3 separate regions of the Mus musculus genome follow, and all the other regions are linked to region 2. The links are chromatin contacts, called in public HiChIP or PLAC-seq maps. All regions are on one chromosome and are shown on one strand. Each heading gives the region's core, a stretch centred on a gene start, on an enhancer-like site or on the middle of the called end of the contact. The rest is flanking DNA. Distances are from core to core; before and after follow the strand shown.

The links. HiChIP or PLAC-seq counts read pairs in DNA pulled down with a chosen protein or histone mark.
Region 1: an H3K4me3 HiChIP or PLAC-seq map of embryonic basal ganglia shows a contact between it and region 2, with 3 times the contacts expected there. The contact joins the enhancer-like site here to the promoter of Myt1l in region 2. A contact is called at or near these places in 3 of 39 promoter capture datasets (the C10 cell line, cranial neural crest and hippocampal neurons), 7 of 115 datasets of contacts at active chromatin or transcription factors (VIP interneurons, astrocytes, embryonic basal ganglia and 4 more) and 1 of 9 other capture datasets (adipose tissue).
Region 3: an H3K4me3 HiChIP or PLAC-seq map of embryonic hindbrain shows a contact between it and region 2, with 8 times the contacts expected there. The contact joins the enhancer-like site here to the promoter of Myt1l in region 2. A contact is called at or near these places in 6 of 39 promoter capture datasets (the C10 cell line, cranial neural crest, embryonic stem cells and 3 more), 3 of 484 Hi-C or Micro-C datasets (cerebral cortex and nephron progenitors), 9 of 115 datasets of contacts at active chromatin or transcription factors (VIP interneurons, astrocytes, differentiating embryonic stem cells and 6 more) and 1 of 9 other capture datasets (adipose tissue).

Annotation. Positions count from the first base shown.
Region 1 is chr12:29,014,297-29,017,913 of GRCm38.p6, forward strand. All of the region lies in intron 1 of Gm31508 (predicted gene, 31508), which reads left to right. Among named protein-coding and RNA genes, the nearest start is that of Gm31508, 110 kb to the left of the region's middle. Within about 2 kb of position 1,460, at least 31 of the 459 cell types and tissues checked have an H3K27ac peak or open chromatin away from gene starts, as enhancers often do. A contact at or near this core is called in embryonic basal ganglia and neural tube, where this site is marked.
Region 2 is chr12:29,526,774-29,530,108 of GRCm38.p6, forward strand. Myt1l (myelin transcription factor 1-like) reads left to right here and starts at 1,611. Exons shown (of 25, transcript NM_001093775.1): 1 at 1,611-2,023. It overlaps Gm20208 (a long non-coding RNA gene), which reads right to left. Exons shown (of 4, transcript XR_381405.4): 2 at 1,293-1,467; 3 at 699-1,050; 4 at 185-361.
Region 3 is chr12:28,898,521-28,902,086 of GRCm38.p6, forward strand. No RefSeq gene overlaps it. Among named protein-coding and RNA genes, the nearest start is that of Gm31508, 9.9 kb to the right of the region's middle. Within about 2 kb of position 1,426, at least 8 of the 459 cell types and tissues checked have an H3K27ac peak or open chromatin away from gene starts, as enhancers often do.

The sequences.
Region 1 (3,617 bases), core at 210-2,709, 510 kb before region 2:
CAAATGCTGTGAGTTTGCTTATCAGTTTTAATGGCCACCTTGTGAGAATCTTTCCCATTAGTGACTGATTGATCTTGGTAGACCCCTCAGCACTGTGCGAAGCAGAAATGGCAAGAGTGGGCATCCTTGCTATATTTGTGCTAGCTCTTAGTCCCCCATTGATTAGATCAGACAATTTTAATGGATGGAGTGCGCTATCTTAGCTACATCCCGGTAAGCTATTTTCAGGATGAAAGTTAAGATAATCTAGTCTGCAAAACCAGACCTGGAGGTGAAAATACGTTTTTATTTTGGGATATTTTTGGAATGAGAATCCGACCTTCCAGCTCCTCTTGCGTAAAGCCTCCCAGGGTCTCTAATTCTTCCTCTTGCTTCTGATCTACCCTCCTCCTCCTCCCGCAGCTGTGCTCCCTGTGCCCAGAGCTATCCACGCTTACAGCGCTTTTCTCATTTTCATTCCCAACCCTGTCTCACTTCCCTGTAGACCTGCACCTCAGTGGTCTTCCTTCTCTACCTTCCTCACATTCAGGTTGGACCAACTTCTTTCTGCCTACTTTTTATACCCTTCAGTGAGGCCGGAAGCCTTGTGACTTTTCCCTGGGCACCACCCGATGCATGTTGCGTGCTCTGTGTAAGGCCTGTGCAGGGTCAGGCACCGTGAAGATAGCTTGTCTTTTATTGGTGACTGTCCTGTGCCCTGATGCTTCCTTTGGACTTGGCAGATGATTCTTCTAGCAATATGTTTCGTTATCGTTGCCTGTGTAGGGAACTTGCAAAGAAATACTCTCGGGCTTCCTTTTTCCTTTTTCTTCTGTAGTATAATGCACATTTTCCTTTTGTCAACTGGTTCTCATTTGTTGAACCCCTCTCCCCTTTCTGATGCTTTCAAGAGAAAGGTTGAAAAATTAGCAGTCTGTGGTCACGCTCTCAATTCTAAAGTGAAAATCTTAGCAATATTAGTATTCAAATTTATGTTGGCTGAATTCTTTCCTTGTGGGATAAGTAAGAATGGCAAGTGGTTTAGTACGTCCCCAGTGATGAGATACTAACCAAAAGCAGAGTACTCATTCAGTGCCCTGGTAGTTAACATGTGTGGTTATTGAGTTTAGAGTTACACATTAGCGAAGGTCAGCACACATGTTTCCTGCGAATAGAGTTGTACAAAACATGGCTGACTGTGTAGGTGAACCTGCCAGTTGACCCTATTTCAGATGGAAGGCAGGGTGATTCTTAGGGCATGTCTGCATATCTGGAGGTTATGAGTCACTTCTTGGTCATGTGAGGTGACAGAGCCTGCCAGGACTGGGAGTGCTTCATGGGGGAGTCTGACAGCCTGTATTTACCCATTGGACGTACATGCACATCTTCCTAGGCATTCATTATGCCGACAGTCTGGGAAATGCCAGTGTTCTAATTAACTCCAGCCAGGGAAGGCTGTCTGCCGTCTGCAGTCCCTTTGATTGATATGGCTGCAATTAGAGTACGCCTCCCTCCCAGCTCACTGCGGTGGAGAGGGGCTAGGAGTGGGTATAGAAACGCCTCTGCAGGCAGAGCTTTGTTCCTGTCCTTCCTCAGATAGAAGAATATGAGAAAGAGGCCCAAGCGCCTCCTCCCCCCCCCCCAAGATCGGGAAATTTATTATTGTTAGAAAGAAAATGGAACAAATGTTATCCTTCAGTTTGCAGGACTTTGATGGTTATTATGGAAAAATCAGTTGACTCCATGGTCATATCTTTTGAGATTTCTTGACAAAAGAACTCGCATTTATATTTACCTTAAAGAACAAAGTAGCAAGGTTTGTGTCTGGACTCACAGAACAGGAACGAGGACAGGTGAGGTCCTTAGACTCCTTGTGTAAGTGTTGGTAGGACGCATGACAGATACTTGCTCTCAAAACTGAAGATGAAAATTCTTTGGTCAGTCTGTGCCAAGGGCTGTGGGATGCGAGCTACAACAGTAGATGTTCTGCTATCTCTGACCTTAGGGTGGCTTGGTGCTCAGCAGAGAACCCATGTATTAGGATATCTTTATCAATGAGGTTTAGGGTGGTTTGGAAACAGGTCAGTTTTAAGGAGGGAGAGCATCAGATTGCTCTCTAATGCAGGAGAATTATTTCAGTGTGTGGAGAGTCAGAGCCAGGGCTTCAAGGCTGAGCACAGACCCTAAGCTCCATCATGGTGTATTTGTACGATAGTGATCTAGTGTGTGTAGAGGTGGGATCTGGTAGGGGAGGCTGAAGTTGGGGTAGGCAGACTGCACAGGGGTCCACTCTGCCACGGTACAGTTGCTGCAGGCAGGTTTGTGTCTGGACTCATAGAATAGGAACGAGGACAGGTGAGATCCTTAGACTCCTTGTGTAAGTGTTGATAGGACACATGACACCACTCTGGGGGTGGGAAAGTGCAGTCTGAGGTGCGAGATAGCCAGAGCTGGCTTGGGACCCCCCCCCCCCCGGCCTGGAAGAAGGCTGGGGTCATCTGGTTCTCAGGCTCTTAGACACCCAGGTGCCGTTGGAAGCTATGGAAGAGCTGAGAATGGAGAGTTGGCCCATGGGCTGGATCTAGCCCAGGGTCAGAAGAAAGAGGGGGAGCTCTGGCTGGTCCCGCCTGGAGAGTCCTTGGCTTTATGGTGGTGGTGGGCTTGGGCTTGGCTTGAGCTTTGTGGTTGCAGTGTTTGGGAGTGCAGAGAGGCCTTCTATGGGTAGGTGGCTCTGTAGGCAAAGGCTTTCTCCATGGCTCCCGACATTGGATCCCGATGAAAAGAGGCAGTCCATGGTTTTAAGTCATTTATTGTCATGGTGGAAAGTGGATGAGTAAAGCCATACCCCACTTCCCAGGGCAGCCTGAGGTTAAATACTTTATGCAGGGAGGAGTGTCTGGGAACGAAAGTTTATTGGCTACGCCTCCAGGCCTTTAGGTACTTCATTAAAATGAAGATCTGTCTTGAGCCTATGTGACCTGTGATCACGGTCCTATACAAGTGGAGGGGCTTAGGGTGTTGCCCTTACGTGACTGAAAGCCACGAATCTATGGGGAGCTGCTGCTAGTTACAGGTGCCTCATGCCCAGGAATCAGGTGAAACACCTACTGTCCCTTCAGGGTCACTGGGGTTTCGAGTGTTAACTCAACTGGGAAAAAGGCTACCTTTCACGGTCCCACATAGGCCACCACTTTAGAGTTAAGTTTGTTTCTGGTAATGGTGGCAGGAATCATTTGAAGTCTTGGTAGGGAAGGTACATAAACAGATCTATGCTTTAGGTTCATTATCGTGGTTGGAGGGGTACATGGACTAACCTGTGCTTTAGGTAGATGATCAGGTTATGTTTGTCAGCATGAGGCGGTTAGAGGCAGGAGTACTGCTGTGGTGCCCTGGCTGTGGTCCTGATGGGAGCTCAGGAGAACCTGGCTCAGGTTGCTCTCTGTCCTTCCTCAGGTGAGGCTGCTTGCTGCCCTCCTGCAACCATGGTGTTGGGATGAGATGGAGTGGTGAGTGGTTACTCAGTCCAAGCTCCTAAACTCTATTAAAGGCAAAGGCACTTGCATCTTGATCCTCAGGAAGCAGAGTTAGGTAATAAATACCTAAGAATGTGGATGAAGAGTAGGCAACACTAAGCTCAG
Region 2 (3,335 bases), core at 361-2,860:
AAAAAATCAAGCTGTTTTTGTTTTGTGTATGGAGGTTTTTGTTGTTGTTTTGTTTTGTGTTCTTTGAGGAAGAGAGATGAAATGATTTAATGTCCCAATGTCTTAAAAAAGAAAACCTGAAATTTTTGATATAGATATTTAAAAATATGGTTTATAAAAAAGGGATTTTCAAGTTACACCTGGGAATTTTTGAAAAGAAATGAGATTTATTTGCAATAAACTTTGTCCAACTGCAGCATTCAGTGGCTTCTATTTTCCCATGTTCAGACTGTATGCTGCATGAGATCCGGAGAATGGAGACAGTCTGGTAGAAAAGCTTCAAGCAGGAGCAGGCTTCACCTGGGCTGCTTCTAGCTTTGGGCTGTGAGCCAAAGAGGCAAGCATTAGATGACCCCCTCCCCCCAGCTCTGTGGCTAAGGCTTGGGCTAGAAATCCCTGTTTTTGTCAACCTCCACATCACATCCAAGACTTAACCATCACTTTCCTCAGAAGAAAGACAACTAAGTTCAGTTTTAAAATAACAGCGTTGTCAGGCGGGCTGTCTGCATGTGAGCAGTGGAAAATTAGAATCGAGCAATCCGTCCCCCCACAACCCCCGTGGCACACACATGTGAAGCACACGCGCGCTCGCGCGCGCGCGCGTGCACACACACACACACACACGCGAGTAGCAGTCGGTTAAGAGGAAAGGGTGATACCTTTTTAAAAACCGAAAGGCAGTAAGCCATTATTAGCAAGAGCTATATTGAGCGTGCTTGTCAGACAGGCAACAAAGCCGAGCTCCAGTTCCGCCCAGACATGTGCCTTGCCATTTTCATTTTAATCAGCCTGCTCAGGATGGCTGCTGATTCATTTTGCAGGATGTCCCCCTGGGAGCCAAGGTGGAAGCCTCCGGCGGCGGGTGAGCTGCTCTTGCATCTAGGCAGGATGCAGCAGGGCACACAGAGGGGAGAGTGAGGAGGAGGCTAGCGGGAGGGGAGCTCACCCACAGGCTCACTCCACAGTTCAATATGGCTAGTTAGCCGGTCCTTCATGAAACCGTATCTGCTACTGCAGAAAATATAATGAAAGAAAGAGAAAAGAAAAGAAAAAACTGTCAAATTGTAGGATCGTCATTTCATTATCTAGCAACTACGCCCCCCCCCAACCCCACCCCTGGACATTAAGTGGCTTGGACTGCTGGTTATTCTCATGGTCAGCGTATACATAGATGCACACACACACACACACACACACACACACACACACACACACACACACACACACACACACACACACATACACATACATACCTGGTAACTAGCTGGGGTGGTATACCTGATTTAGCTGCAGACTTTGATTTGTAGGACTGACAACCTTATTATGCAGTGAGCTTATTATTGATATTATTCTGCTCTCGGTTGCCATGGCCACCTTGTGAGAGACATTCAATTTTCTCTCTTCCATCATCATTATCTATGAGGCCATCTGTTGTGGAAAATGAATTCAGCCTCATTTGCATGACTGATAAGCAATTTTTTTTTTATCTATTTAACAGAAGGTCATATGCCGGGGATTTGGAGCTCGTGAAAAAAAAAAGTGGAAAAAAAAAAAAGCCTAGGAGAGGATGAGTGGAGCTGCGTGCATTAGGGGCTGGCTGTGGAGGTAAAGCAGATCTCTTAGGCCCGCTAGCCTCTCCTGCTGCATGTGTCATTCCTGCCCGCGCGACATTTTCCCCCTAAGCTACTGCACACAAAACAGAGCGAGAAAGCTTCTCCCTGCAGTCTTCTTGGAGGCCTCCTGGTTTCTCACCCATTGTTGGTGGGTGTATTTCAATTTTTTGATTCCCTGGACTGTGGGTTATGAAATCAATGCTGCTGAAGACAAAAGCAACCTTCCCTGCCTCTCGGTGCTATGCGTGGTCCTCCTCGGCCTCCCACTTGTGGGGGAAAGGGTTTTCTCTTTCTTTCTGTGTGTTTTGAGCCAGCACAGTTACCAAAATTGAACTTGCCGTCACTTGTGAGCGGTGTGGTCATGGTGTGAGGTACGTGATGCTCGTTAGGTTAATTCTTTGGACTCAGGGGTCAGGATCTGTTTTTGCTGTAGCTCATGGCTTCTGCTGCAGACCTATTGTTCGTTCCTTTTTAAAGTTATTTTTATAGCGTGGCTGGTGGCTGAGAGGTTCCTGAGGTACAGGTCTTCAGTCCTCAGAAGCTGGTCTTTAGAGCAAAAATGGGTAATAGATTGCATGCCTGAACAATGATTTTTGTTTATAAAAAGAAATAAAAAAAAATGAGAAAACCGAAAAACTTACTGCATGTCTGGAGGTCGGTGATTTGGGCTGAAGTAACTTCCTGAGAGTGGCTAACTTCACTTTACAAACAAGGAGGGATTTTAAGCAAGGGCTGTGGGAATGTTAGCTACTCCTGAGGCACTGTTGTCTTGGTCTAATTATAGAAAGAAAGTTTGTTGATGTTTATAAAACTGATAAACTCAAATAAAGATTTTAAACAATAACCTCAATGTTTGAAGTTCATAAAAACAAAACAGCACCTAAGTTCTAGCAGAATATGGTTTTTTAAAAATCACCTCATAAGCAAAAAGTTGAGTCTTCACACTCTACTTTCCAGGTAGATCTGAATAAATAATAAATAATATAAATATTCACCTGAGTGTGAAATATACAAAATATACAGTAGAGTTTGACCAGAGCGTTAATTTAATCACGACAAATTTCTTATATCTTGAAACTATATATGCTATCAATCATGATGTTGTTAATTTAATTGGGATAAAGTGATTTGTTTAACAACTCTTTTGTTCAAGTGTTTATACTTTTTGCTAACACCACAAACAAAAGCTCCCATAACACTTTCACAAGCATGAGAGAGTCTTTCTAATTGTTTAACTTTATAAAAGAGATGCAGCTTTTGAAGTGAGAAAGTCAGGTATATTTTACATGTAGATAGACATGTTTACTCTAAAAATGGAAGTATTTTATTCAAAATTCCTTTTGAAAACAATATTATAAGATTAACTTTTAGTCTACCCCAAACTATGAACCCAAAGTACTAATGGTGCATTTTAAATACAAGTGTGCAGCATGCATCCGCCTCAAAGAACTTTATTGTCTTTCCTTCCTCAATTGACCCAAAGGAGCATAAATGATTGAATTGCTTCAGTGTAGTATAGTAAGTCATTTGGTTGAAACTCTCCTTAAAGTTATGCTTCACTATTACATTTTATTTATTGTAATATTTGTTTATGGTAGACCACTGCAGGGGTGTTTGTATGTTGATACACTTTTAAAAACTCTTGCTTCGGCCCCCTTCTCCTAATCAGTCATTTAAAATATA
Region 3 (3,566 bases), core at 176-2,675, 630 kb before region 2:
GGTCACATCAGCTCAGAGCCATCTGGGTGGAGTGAAGTCCATTTCCAGAGGACCTTATTTACTCATGGGGGTGCGCGGCGCTGAACAAATTCTGCTGATCTTGGGTACTACCCACTTGCACTTCTGATAGTATGGGTCCCAGCTGGAAATGGAGTAAGGTCGCAGCAAGGTTAGTCTTTCTCAGCCTTGGCCCTGCTGTTCTTGACTTTTGGGGATCCCCTCATAGCTGAGGTGTTACCTTGCTGTCATGTCCCTGTGACCCTCACTGTCTGTTAGTCACCAACCACAGTGTCAGGGTCACTGTGCCTCATTGAACTCTGTGGGCTGGGGGTTGGGAGTGGGGCACCAAGGCAGCCCATGGGAAGGGGCCCTGTAGGCTTTCATCTTCCCGCAAAGGGAGACAAGGCAATTTCTATTCCGGGGATGTTCTTTACAATAAATCTGAGTCTGGTTTTGAGAGATTGAAGTCCCTGGGAATGAGGTTATGGGGCAACTTGACAGACTGGAGGGAAGTAGATCACCCAGACGGATGACAAACGGAGCGGAAGGTCTAATCAGAAAGAAGGATGGGGGTCTAACTCAGCAAGGTTTATGGATGGCGGCAGGAAAGCTGCTGATCTGCGCTTTCCTTGGGGGAATAGAGGTCAGGGGTCAGGGATCAGGGAGAGCAGGGCGATCAATAGGAACCCCTCTGCAAGACAAGAGCGCTTGGCAAGCTGGGGGACGTGGGAGACTGTGTGTTCATTTGTTTTAGCTAGCTTCATTTCACTTAGGGTTTAACTTGGCTTATGGGAAATACCTTGCATAAAACTGATGTCAATATGCAATGACATGCCAGGCCTAGGAAAGGGTTACATCAGAAAGAGAGGTGGGGACCAGAAAGGAAATTCAGGGAAAGCTCACATTATCTCTTTACTACACAGTGGTAACGGCCAGTGGACTGTATTTATGATACGCCAGGATGTACATTGCACTCTTTACAGAGGTTAGCATCACCCTCACTAGATAGGGACAGAGGGGAGGTCTGTATTGCTGCCCAGGACCCTTTCTCCCCAGGCTGAGCACCCCAGTGGGGAGTCATCGTTACATTTGCCGCCCTTCTTAGCCAGGTGCAGCACAGAGTGTCTAGACCATGGTAGGTTGGGTTTGATGGGGTAGGCAGTCTAAAGGTGAGGTTGCTGAGAAGATGAGATGATGACTCCTAGGGTGCTGAGAACTTCTGGGACAGAGAGCCAGTGAGCACACACAGTTCACACTGAATCTGCTCAACAGCCCCAGGCAGCACGAGGCATTATGGTCCTTTTATGGTTGAGGAAACGGAGGCTCCTGGAGGTTAATTACCTCATAGGGTCACACAGTTGGGAAGTGCCAGGGCTGGAGAACAGCTTTCCTTCCAGGCAAGTCTGTGCTGTAGAGGACGTGGCTCATTGGTTACAAGCCATGTGTCATCAAGAGCACAATCTGGATAACTCACGTGATGGCAAGCATGCTCCCTCCCTTCCACCTGGGTCCCTTTCCTTTAACCTGGGATGACCCATAGACACTGACTAGGAAATGGGGTGGTGGGGACTGTACTGGTTCCAGTCTGTTCTGTCCTACTGAGCAGGGCCCTCAAGTAAGGCCACATAGAGAGCAAGTTTTGCTCAGAGACAGCCTCACCCACACCCCAATGGGATAATGCTTTTCTGGTCCCTCACATGATGCAGCTCCCTGTGAAACACCCCAATTTGGGAGAGCTCTCAGTTTACCATACATGGGAGGCCAGCGTTGCATTCTACTTCTAAGTTTTACATTAGTGGCCAAGTGGAAGAACAGCAAAGACAGACCTTGTCTGCAGTTCTGGGGCACGCTAGAGCAGGTGGCAAAAGGCAGGCTTGGTTACTCTGAGCCTTTGGGTTTCAGAACAAGGCAGCCTCAGGGAGTCCTGAAGGCATGAGAGAAAGTGTGTCACTTCGGAAGGAAGGACAACACAGAGGACTGCTTTTTCTGAGTGCCAGGGTCAGTGGGGTTAATCAATACTTATTTATCATGGGAGAGTTTCCAACCAGGACATGGAACACTGGCCAACAGTAACTGGCTGGCCCCGCCTGCCAGTCAGGGCTCCCAGAGTGATGGACTGTGGGGGTTAGGAAGTCATAAATTATCTATCATTGACAAACAGATTGTAATGGTGATCCTGGGATCTTGGGGAGGCAGGATTCGGAGACCTTACTTCCATCCATCTCTGCAGTACACCCCAGCCAGTGATAGCTAGCCTTGACTTGGTCCCCACAGCATGAGCTCAGGACCCTCAGTCAGGGCATGAGGCAGCAGTGCACGCTTGTGTGTGTGTGTGTGTGTGTGTGTGTGTGTGTGATTTTGACACTTTTCTGTCCTGTCCGTCTCTCTGATGTATAAGCTCCTTACTGAGCCATCCCTGTACCCAGCCACCACAGTGAGGAACCACTGTGGCCCACTCTCCTTCACCCTTGCCTGCTCTCTTGGCCTGCTTGTGTGGGAGCCTGAGGCAGCTGATCACTTTGTGTCTGCAATCAGGAAGCAGAGGGTGATGAGCGCTGGTGCTTAGCTCGCCTCTGTCTGTGTCATTCACCTTGCACTCTGTCCTGGGGCCTAGTGCTGGCTGGGCGAACTGCCTCTTCTCCTCAGACAGCCTAATGTAGAAACTTCCTCACAGGCATGTCTGGGAGCTTGTCTCCCAGATAATTGTATGAAGATGACAACCTTGCTCATCATAAGTGCTACAGCTGTGTGTGTGTGTGTGTGTGTGTGTGTGTGTGTGTGTGAGGGGGCAGTGCGTGTACATGTCAGGAGCAGGCATGGATACCTGACAGCAGAAATTCACTTTATACTTCTCCGAAGGCTGCAAGTCTAAGTAAAATCAAGGCTCTGGCAGATTTGGGGGTTTGGTGAGGGCTGTGTACCCTCAGTCATAGATGGTGGCTTCTGATTGTCCCTGTGTGATAAGAATGCAAGGAGCAGAAGCTTAGGGAGATGGAGACTTGCTCAGAGCCCAAGAGCACACAGTGTGAGCACTATGCTAACCTTTAACCCAGGTATGCCTGACCACTTGTATCAGAACATGATCCAAGTCTGATACAGCTGTCTCCTGAGAGGCTCTGCCAGAGCCTGACAAATACAGAGGTAGATGCTCTCAGCCAACCATTGGACTGAGCACAGAGGGGTTAGAGAAAGGACTGAAGGCGCTGTAGGGGTTTGCAGCCCCATAGGAGGAACAACAATATCAACCAACCAGAACCCCAGAGCACCCAGGGCCTAAACCACCAACCAAGGAATACACATGGAGGGACCCATGGCTCCAGATGCATATGTAGCAGAGGATGGCCTTGTCAGATATCAATGGGAGGAGAGGCCCTGGGTTCTGTGAAGGCTCAATGCCCCAGTGTAGGGGAATGCCAGGACAGGGGAGTAGGAGTGGGTAGATGGATGGGGGAACATCCTCATAGAAGCAGGGGGAGGGGGCTGGGATAGGGGTGTTCAGAGGAGCAACCAGGAAAGGGGATAACATTTGAAATGTAAATAAAGAAAATATCTAATAAAAATTTTCA